3 separate regions of the Gossypium hirsutum genome follow, and regions 1 and 2 are each linked to region 3. A link is a contact called in public Hi-C data. All regions are on one chromosome and are shown on one strand. Each heading gives the region's core, a stretch centred on a gene start, on an enhancer-like site or on the middle of the called end of the contact. The rest is flanking DNA. Distances are from core to core; before and after follow the strand shown.

Evidence for each region. Hi-C and Micro-C count contacts between places; a contact is called where the count stands out from the background.
Region 1: a Hi-C map of leaf shows a contact between it and region 3, with 4 times the contacts expected there. The contact joins the promoter of LOC107899506 here to the promoter of LOC107899508 in region 3. A contact is called at or near these places in 10 of 34 Hi-C or Micro-C datasets (anther, fibers, leaf and 1 more).
Region 2: a contact with region 3 is called in a Hi-C map of leaf, with 1.6 times the contacts expected there. The contact joins the promoter of LOC107898450 here to the promoter of LOC107899508 in region 3. A contact is called at or near these places in 3 of 34 Hi-C or Micro-C datasets (all in leaf).

Annotation. Positions count from the first base shown.
Region 1 is chrD04:39,973,472-39,977,097 of Gossypium_hirsutum_v2.1, forward strand. It overlaps LOC107899506 (RING-H2 finger protein ATL73), which reads right to left and starts at 1,255. Exons shown (of 1, transcript XM_016825238.2): 1 at 261-1,255. The coding sequence starts at 1,154. The coding sequence ends at 342.
Region 2 is chrD04:39,899,261-39,902,947 of Gossypium_hirsutum_v2.1, forward strand. It overlaps LOC107898450 (protein RGF1 INDUCIBLE TRANSCRIPTION FACTOR 1), which reads left to right and starts at 1,331. Exons shown (of 3, transcript XM_041091499.1): 1 at 1,331-1,825; 2 at 1,899-2,132; 3 at 2,343-3,042. The coding sequence starts at 1,643. The coding sequence ends at 2,540.
Region 3 is chrD04:39,756,883-39,760,515 of Gossypium_hirsutum_v2.1, forward strand. LOC107899508 (dnaJ homolog subfamily C member 28) reads left to right here and starts at 1,778. Exons shown (of 3, transcript XM_016825240.2): 1 at 1,778-2,160; 2 at 2,768-3,101; 3 at 3,190-3,450. The coding sequence starts at 1,877. The coding sequence ends at 3,276.

The sequences.
Region 1 (3,626 bases), core at 5-2,504, 220 kb after region 3:
TTTATGTCTAAGCTATCAATGTGCTGAACATATATGTTTAAAGTAGATCTAACATATTTTAAGTATGTTACATTAAATCCAAAATTAATGCAGGCTAGCGTTATGATATGATCTTAATTAGAATGTTTCAAAATGTAGAAACTAATTTAGAATTTTGGCCAGAATGCATGTGGCAACATATTAGAATATTTTTTCCGAACATAGGGCTTGGAAATTTAATAAAACAGAGTATAAACATGATTTAGGATTATGAACCTGGATGAAGTAAATTTTCAAATTAATCTAGTATATGATGGAAGCAACAGAAAGCATCAACCAAATTTTTGTTTCCAAACATCATGTTAATAAGGAAGAATTCCATAACTGGTTCTACTCCTACCTACTCGCAATTGTGAGAAAGACCTCAACAATGAAGACATTCGATCCAACTGTCTCATAGATGGAGCCTTACAAGAATTGCTCTTCCACAAAATCATCTTTGATGTTGAAGAAGAAGCATCTCCACTGTCATCTATTAAGTTAATGTATATGTGGAACTGATCCATTGACAAGGATCCCTTCAACCCTGTGATCACATGTGTTTTACTTTCTCTAGGGAACACCAGGGGCAGACAATGTCTTAACAAAGTATTTGACTGAACCCCGGAAGTTGATGCGGCCTGATCGCCACCTTGTCCGATGTTTCGAGCCAAATACGGAACCCTTTCTCCTCCAATATGGTTGGCCGGAGGCGATTCTAAACTAGAATAGTCTACAAGTGTTCGACAAATAGGACAGGTAGAATGTGCCAAAAACCAATTGTCAATGCACGGGACATGAAACAAATGCCTGCAGTTTGGCAACAAGCGGATAGTCTCCCCTTCCTTTAGTTCTCCCAAGCAAACAGCGCATTCAGTTTGATGAGTGCCCAATTCTTCATCTTTATCCCTGGAGAAAGACAGGATTGGAATTGTTTCCAGGATTTTATGTTGAAGCCCAGTTGGTATGGAGGGATTTGTGGCATCATCCGGTTGATCTCCCCATCTCAGGCAGTATTTGACAAGTAAAAAATGGTATACAATTAGTGCTAGACAAGTGGCAACTATGCCGGCCAAGGAAATCAACAAAGGAGTCAGAAAGGACCCTGAATCTTGAGCACCATTTGCAGGATCCATGGTTCACCATCTACGGGTTTTCTTTCAACTTTACAACTTGTGGTGGTAACTTTAAAAAGATGAAACATGGACAAATTGTAGTGTTTTTTAAAACAGCTGAAACACTTTGGTCTTCTATCAAGAGAAGTTGAAGACTTGAGAGATTACAAGTGGCATTCTTCGATAGTGGCCCACGTGTATGGTATGTAATTGGCCAAGTGTCACTTGATTGGTGGAGGATGATTACGTTTGAGGATATGATGATATCACAATTCATATCTTATTTTATCCTACCACCCTATTTAAGATATAATAATTAAGATAATATGGGCCTACGTTAGATAATGACACCAAAAAACTGAGTAATAAATATTTTATTTTCCTAAACATTTTAATGTTTGAATTCATGATTAATTTATTTAGTTTTTAAATATCAAATAAATAACATATCACAAAATAATTTTTTGCTTCGTAAAAATAAAATAGCATTTTGGAAATTCAAATTTAAAATATATGAAAAAAAAGTATCCTCGATTTTCTCAAATAAACTTAACATATTTAATGGATCAAGGTAGAAAGTTGAATATATTTTCTTTTTAGTTTAAGTAGTAAGAAAAGTATAGATAACGAAGTTTAAACGAGTGATGCACAGAAGATTATCTTTTAAGAATCTATGATAAAAATAATTATTCTAAGATAACGTAATGTCGTGCAAATTTTGATATGACACGTTGTAGGATTTTGGGCTCGAACATCGAAAAAATTATTCAATGACTCAAATTAGAAATTTTATAAAAGAAATTTGATATTAGAGTTGAGAATATGTAAAAAGAATTTAAAAAGTGAAAATCTGACAAAAAAAAAAGAACTAAATAAAGTAAATTTTGAAAAGTATGAGGACCATTGTGCAACATTACCCAAAAGTGGAAAAATATGAATTATTATGGATAAGTTATCATGAAATAAATTGGACTATGATTCGGTGGGATGAACATAACTTTTGAGACTAAATTAAAATTTTTGAATATTATAGCGACTAAATTGTAATTTTTATATTTTATCGAAAAAAGAGCTAAAGTGCGATTTTCATTACTCATAGAGTTATTATAAATATTTTTAATGAATTATGAACTTGATTTGGTCTAACTATCAAATTTTAAGAAGAAATCACTAAATTTGACAAAAAAAAAGGTAAAAAGGTAATTTTGCCACAAAGGATAGTTTGATCAATTCTCGAGATTTAATGATGACAATAATATTTCAATATTATATTTGATATCCAAAATTATTTTGAATCGTTAGAACCTCTTATTAATGAATCAGGCCATAATTTCACAAAGTTAGGTTTGTAAAAATTGGGTCGAGGCCTTGGGCCCTTTTGGGGGTCATTTTAAATTGGAAAATACCCCCATCAACAAAGTTCTCTTCTTTCTTAACCAACAAAAGCAACCATGGCTGCCCTCATCTTCTTCCTCTCCATTTTCTTTATTTTCTTTTAAAATATTTACCTCCCATCTTGAGATAAAATTAAATATTCATGAAATCAATTTCCTAAGCTCATTTTCTTCATCATGTCCAGCCATGGCAACTTCGAATTTCATGGTTTTTAGTGAGATAATTCATGGCTAGAGAGAGAAAGTTTTAATAAGGTAAAAAATATGGTTTCCTACACCTATATTAGTTTGATTTTTGCTATGGTTTGTCATGAGAAAGTTTAGAATGAATTAATATTAGTTATTGATTATATTTTTTATTTGTGGAAAATGAGTAGATTGTGATTAATGGATATTAAAGCTTGATTTATGGTGAAATAAAGCTTATGAAGACTTGATTTAGAGTTGTAGAGCATCCAATGAGGTAAATATGTGGATACTCATACTCATCCTAAGTTAGTAAGCTTAGGAATCATGAAATTAATGTTATAATTAAGTGTTTAATGGTGCTAATATTAGTTTGAAATTTCATGAAATTATGATATGAAATAAATATTAAAATGTGGATTTGTAATTATATAGTCATAAAGTGTTATGTTAATTAAAAGTATGATATTAAGAATTTTCGGGTGCCATGGAAGTATAGGTGGACGTGTATAAACCATGTCATTATTATGTAAAGATTAGATAAGACCACTATGGCTAAAAACATGTTAATGTACAAAGTCCTGCTTAAAGTCAACAAGTGTCAATACAAGCTTAAAATATCGAAGCAACAGTAAGATTTTTGTAAATCTTTTGTAAATACTTATCTTATGTTTAATTAACTTTATTGAAATTATATTGATTATAATATTGTAAATTTATATTGTATGTTTGAAAAATGTGGTCTCGAATAAGTAAAGTTCGACTATGTCGAATGATGTTAGAATCTTGATTATTTGTATGAAATTGACTTTAAGAAAGAACCTTGTAAGATATCTCCTTATGGAGATGAAAATGAAAGTTTTGAAATCTTATGTAGTAGTATAATTTGATTTATTATATGAGTTTTATGATA
Region 2 (3,687 bases), core at 81-2,580, 140 kb after region 3:
AATGAGAGCTTATTCGTAAATACTTTACTACCTCAATTGTTAATAAACCTTTTATAAATATACTTTTAATATTAAACTTTTCTTTCAATCACATGGTTGTGATATAATTTAATGTTCTCTAAAAATTTTTTTCTTTGCTTTGTTTTTTTTCCAGCAAAATGTTATTATAAAGCAAACCCCTCTTTAATGGAATGCACATACTTTTGGTCCATGATTGCTCACATGAATATTATTATTATTTATTTATAAAAGAAAACAAAGAGGGCAAAAATTGAATGATATCCCTAGAATCTCATAGTTAACTTAAAGTTGTTATGCTAAAAAATAAGATTCTGATGTGATTAGCATTACATCTTAACTTTTAGGATTATCAATATCTTTTTTAAGCTAAACAATGTTTTAAAAATTTTAATTTCAAATAAATTCTTAAGACATTTTCCTTATGCAGTGCAGTGCTGGAAGCCCCAAAAGCAATGTGGAGCTGGCAACCCTACAACTATTTATTATACTAATATAAAACAGCTGTGTATTTTATTTTCCCCCAATACGATAAGAAGAAGTTATACGTTAAGCTTCTTACTTACTCCCTAAATCTGATATGATTTCACTTGCTGCCTAAATTAATTCTTAGTAAATATGGTTTGTGGATATAAAAGCGAGAATGTTTCATAAGTAGATAAATCTCAATTAATATAAAATCATATGAAAAACCAAGTTATATTTTCAATTTATTCTTTCATTGATGTGCCCCTTTTGTGACTCATGTCTCCTTCCCCTTATGAGAGGTTCATCATATGGTTTTGTTGTCAAATTAAAATTGACTCTTCCCACACATTTTAATTTGAAAACCTCGATATGTTATTTTTAAAAATCTATGAACATCAACCCTCAATGTTATAATCACAAAATGTAAAATTTTGGCAGTATCACTTCATTTATGAGTACTATTAATAGCATAAAATATATTATTGTGTCATAATTCCGTACTTTTTCTTTTATTTATGGTGTAATTAATTAATACAATAAAACGTAATTACTTAATAATAATAATAATAATAATAATATAAAAATCCTTTTTTAATTTCCAAATCCTTTGCCAAAGCGTGCCGTTTCAAGGGAACCCTGTGGAAAGACCATCATTTCGCCATTTTTTTCTTAAAAGAAATTATTTTTAAAAGAATCCAAAACAGTGGGACCCTTTATTTAAAGTAGACCATGGTGATTAAGCCACGTGGAGGGCTGCCCATGTGGCGGAAAGTTAGGTGGTGATCAAATTGTGTGAACAGCTATTTCATTGAAGCTTCAGTTGCGTAGCTAAGGGGGGGCCGACCTTGTGCCTACGTAGAGACGCAAAAGAAGAACCAAAAGTAGCGTAAGCGCCAAAGCCATCCTTGTCTATTCCATCCAACGGCTGTCCAAAAACTTCAGCCACCACCATCGATCCCATCCGTCGACCCCTTTGCTGCATTTGTTTATCAGCCTTGTCCCTTAGTCCAGGCGTTGTTTTTGTTGGTTGATTTCTAAGTTGCGATTTCTTGTTACCCCTTTTTTTCTATCTTTCTCTTTTTATGCTTTGCATTTTGATCCTTTGGCTACACCCCCATTTCTGATCATTGCCATTGCCATTGCCATTGCCATTGCCATGGCTACAATGCTGGTGCCGCCATGGCTAGAGTCATTGCTAAGTACGGCCTTTTTCACAGTTTGCAGAAGTCATGGAGATGCAGGTAGGAGTGAATGCAACATGTATTGTTTAGACTGTAAAGGAGATTCATTTTGCTTTTATTGCCGTTCTTCTAAACACAAAGATCATCAAGTAATTCAGGTAATGCTCCAAATTTGGTCTCTCATTTCCATGATGTAAAAAAAAAAAAAACCATGTTCTGAACACGAACTAGTTTGTGTTTTGTCAGATAAGGAGATCATCATATCATGATGTAGTGAGGGTTACAGAGATTCAGAAAGTGTTGGATATAAGTGGGGTACAAACTTATGTGATAAATAGTGCCAGGGTTCTATTCCTGAATGAAAGGCCTCAACCAAAATCTGGGAAACTAGGAGTTTCTCATTTATGTGATATCTGTGGAAGAACCCTCTTGGACCCTTTTCGTTTTTGCTCATTGGGTTGTAAGGTTAGCATAAATTAATCCCTCTTAATCTTCTCCATTTTGCTTCACATTATCATCAACATATATCCCTCATTACATGCATATATATAGACATTACCATCAGAACTACCACACACCACATTGATCATCATTATCAATTTCTCACTATAGATGCTTGGATTGAGTAAACAACACAATGGGTTTTTAATCTCATTCATAATATTAACTTAGCAGCTTGTAGGAATAAAGAGGAACACCGGGAATGCAAGTTTTAACATAGAAGAAGAAGGCATAATAATATCAAAGGAAGAAGAAGAAGAAGAAATGCGAGAAGGGTCACAACGAGACATTAACCCTTCCACGCCTCCCCCACCTCCTTCAAATGCAAGGCGAAGAAAAGGAATTCCTCACCGAGCACCTTTTGGGTCCTAAAACCCAACTACTATAAACTATTTTATATATGCCAAATATTCCTTTAATTACTGAACCTTATATATTTTCCTTTTGTTTTTTCAAAAGAGAGGGTACATTACACTTATTTTGGGTTTTTAATTTGTAAAATTTTCCTAATTAAAGGGAGATGTTAGGGTATTTAATTTGGTTAGGAAGTCCCGAAAATAAAAACAAAAGGGCAAGTGAGTTTTGGGTTTTTGGATTGGGGAATTGGGTCCCATTTTACAACAATTTCTTCCATATAAATATTGTAAAGAAGGTCAATAATGCAAGGATTTAGAAACGTTAATTATTGATAGTTGCAAGGTGCACATTGTAATTATCATGAAATTCAAGGGGAGAGTGGAATCCGTGTTTTTATAGTTTTCATGGCTCCACCAACCCACATGGGACGTTCACATAAAGAAACAAACTTTCTTTTTCTTTTTTATCCTTTCTTTAGTTTGTTAATTCGTGAAATGGCTAATCAACGTTTCTTTTTAATTTTCTATTTTGTGAATCCATTCGATGTTTTTGTGGTTACTCCTTTTTATCACTCTTTTTTCTTTTCTATTCTTTTCACTTCAATAAGTTTTTTTCTTATACAAAAAAACTTTTACAAGATTTACAAAAGGGAGCTATAAGAAAATGTCAAATTTAGAAAGGTAGAACACAAATATACAGAAAAAAAAAAGATGGTTAAATGTTTAATGGACACTATGGAACCTCATCCATTGTCATTATGCAACCTCCACCATTCTCATTGATAACTATGATTTTTTAAAAAATATTTTTAAAAAGTTTGATGTAATAGCTATTAAAAAGGTTTTTTTTTTAAATAATGATAAATTATTTAGTATATTGTTAGTGGAGTTTTTAGTTTTAACAAACATAGTAAAAGGGTTGATAAGTGTTCTATAGGGTATAGTAAAATATTTAAAAAAAATATTTTTTAAAAAAAGAATCACATGACAATTTTTTAAAGCTGCTTGTGTAATAAAACAAAAGTACATTGTCAATGTATCAAATACTAGGACTAAGCAAAAAAATCAACCAAACAAAAAATCGACCCGAACCGAGATATTTGAATGGTTTATGGAATGCAAGTTCAAAAATCATGGTTACCTAGAACCAAATCGAATTATGC
Region 3 (3,633 bases), core at 528-3,027:
CGATTTAGGACCTATTTAGTAGTGCTTAAAAAATACTTTTGGCTCCAAAAATACTTTTGGCTCCAAAAGCACTTTTGGAAGAAAAACTATGCTAAACAAGAATCTTTGGGCTGAAATTTTTGGCTTTTCAACTAAAAGTTTTAGCTTTTACTCTGCAAAAAGCACTTTTGATGCTTAATTACTTTTTCACCCCTCCAATAACATAGTACTTTCCTTTTTTTTCTCGGTGTTTAATTACAAATATGTTAAAATCATTAATTAAAAATAAAAAAAATATTTTTTTAAAATACTAATTACAAATATTTAATGATTATATTTAAATATTTAAATATAGTTTATATATTCTAATTAAAATTGATAAATAATTAATATTTATTACTTAAAATATTTAAAATTTATATTTCATATATTAAAATATTAACAAGTTATAATAATTTTTTTTATATTCTTACTAAATTATAATAATATTAACTAATTTAAATATTATTTAAATATATATTTATTACTTAATAATAACATGTTTGAAATGAGACAATTTACCAATAAAAGCCATTTTTTTCAAAAATTACCGAAATGATCCCATTTTTTAATTATTTACTGGAATGGTCATTTTTCGGGGAAATCGCGTCCACGTCAGCGCGATGTCAGGGTACGCGTCAGGAAATCGCATCCATGTCAGCGCGAGATGCTGACATGGAAGGAAATCGTGCTCTCAAGGACGCGATTTCCTTCCACGGCAGCATCTCGCGCTGACGTGGACGCGATTTCGGCCCACGCGTGAACAGTACCCTACGGTCAAAAAAATAAAATACCGGGCCCATTTCGATAAATTTTAAAAATATAGGGCTTTTTTGGTATTTTGAAAAAATAAATTTTGAATCTTTTTGTACTTGTATTTATTTTTTTAATCAATTAACTCTTCAATATTACATCAATAGCAACAAGTACAAAAAAGATTCAAAATTGTTACCAACAAGATTTGAACCAATGTATTAAGGGAAAAAAGCAAGCATCTTAACCAACTAAACTAAACTAATTAATTGACACATTATAGAAATACTGTTATTATCTTAATTATATTACTTACGTTCTAACGATTTATCGGACCTATTCCATACACGTGTCAAATCAGAAAAAATAATACAACAATTCTGAAAAAAAATCCGGTGTTTACTTCAAATAAATAAGGAAAATAATGATTTGAATGTTTCAAAATTCAATTTTAAACCGAAAAAATCTAAATTTAGGGGCAAAAAAGGATCTTTTTTGATGAAAACTGCGTAGATCTCAAAAAATTATTTGAAATAAAAAAATCGTCTCAATCGGACAACCGAGCGAAAAGTTATGGCCTTTCAAAGTTTTCCAAGCTAAAAAACATAAACTGTTCATCCACGTCAGCAAATCGTGTCCTCGTAGGCGCGATTTGTGTCCACGTAAACAAAGCGCGCTGACGTGGACGCGATGTTCTGACATGTCCCCTGACATCGTGCTGACGTGGACGCGATTTCGGAAAAATGACCCATTCCAATAAATAATAAAATACCAAACCTATTTCGATAAATTTTTAAAAAATAAGGCTTTTTTTAATAATTTACCCTTTAAAAATATTTTCGAAAAACATTTTTTTACAACTTTTTTTTAAAAACACTTTTTAAAAATATTCCCAAACTAGTTTTTAAACCGCCTCACAAAAATCTAAGTAATTTTATATTTTGGGAAATTTCGGTAGAAGGAGAAACTACGTATTCGCTGAACATTAGTGGCAGTATATTAAGAAACCACGTGGCATATTTGAAAAGTCCCCAAACATGTCCCAATAATTAGGGAGTAAATTGCTAGAACTCTCACCATCTGACCATCTGCGTTTCAATCATCCATGGCCACCAGGCTAGCGAGAAAGCTGCCATCATCGTTCTCTGCGTTTTCCTCATCTCCGATTACCAAATTGACGTCGGGCATCTCACCTCCGTCGATGAGCCATGGCGGACCCGGACTCAGGTGTGCCTCGTCATCCTCTTCCTCATCAACAACAACGACTGGATCAAATTCTTCATCTTCTAAGCGTGAGAAGAAGATAACAGACTGTCTATCAGCCGTCATAGACGCCGTCAACGACCGTAAACTCCCTACCGAGCTCCGCGGCCAACGCAACAAAGTTAGGTATGTATGTATGTATGCGTCTATTTAGTAGATTTTTTTTTCTAACTATATGAATTTAAAACTCAATTTTCAACTAAAAAAATTGTGAATTTCTCAAAATTCTAATTAAATACCGTCAAGTTTTCATATTTGCCCTCGATTATTTTGAAATCTTCATGATTCTTTCATACTAAACGATAAAAGCGAAATTGAAAGAACTCTTTTTGGGATCAAGGGAAAGTATGAAATTTTGCAGTTTGAAGGTATGCTTTGGATTTGTTACAATTTGTTTTCTCCTTTTTCAATTCTTTGAAAGTTATTTTTTTATTGGTCACTAATTCATATTACCTGGCAAGGGGCTATGCAATTAAGCTTTGAAGGTTATCTTCCCTTTAGAAATGGAGTTGTGTGTGCTAGTCGTTACCTGACTTTAGCTTCATTAGTTGAGTGGTGTTGGCTTCGTATGTTTGAGACCTTAAAAACTGTTGAATTTGGTGTATGATATGCTTTTGAAGAGATGACGTTCTTAGTTCAATTATTCGAATTCAGTGTTAAAATCATAATAGTTTCAAAGGTTTTTTGGGTTCTTCAATGAGATGAAGTTGTGTCATGTAATGATTTCAAACAGATCGGAAACCGACATCATCAACGTAGTTGAGCAAAGAATATGGCATTCAATGGAAGAGGGTCAGTTCGAGAATTTAGCAGGGAAAGGCAAACCTCTTAACCTTAACACAAATCCTCATGCAGATCCAGCTGAAGACACCCTTTATAGGATACTCTCGAAGAACGGATGTGCTCCCGAGTGGGTAGAACTTAACAAGGAGATCAGGAACAAAGTATTCGAATGGCGAGTCGCTTTGAAGAAAGCATGGACAAGCAAATGCAATGGAAATGATGAAGAAAAATGGATTGAGCGTTGTGAATCGTTGAAGAAGCAATTACGTGACATTAACGATAAGGTAAAACGCAATTGTATTCTTTCCTATGTTTAGATTTAGCTATGTGTCTCACGACTCGAGCATATCCAAATGGTGTTTGGAGTTGCAGGTTTTCCGGTATAATTTGATCGTTCCGTTCGGCCGCCAAATGTTCGGATTGAAATGGGAAAAGGAAGTGGCCCGCCTTGAAGAATAACTAGTATGTTTTCTTCTTCAAGTTTTTGTTGATGTAGGCATTTTTAAATGTTGGTCGGTTTTTGAGGATCCCAAAATCTCAATTAATTACCGGATTGAATAAATTATGACTTGACATACGTCGAGTTCAATGACCCATTTGAAATGAGTAGATGACATGGGAGTTGGGGTTTCACCGTCCGCTAGATGTATTTTTTATTAGAATATATTTCTTTTTATTTAACTAAGACCTTTTTTAAATATAATTTAGGTCAAACATAAATCCCATCAAGCGTGGATATTTTGTTAAAATTTATTAAACCTTTTAAAGTAAAATTTTAACTTCAAGAGATTTCTTTGTTTCTAGTTCATAGAGTTA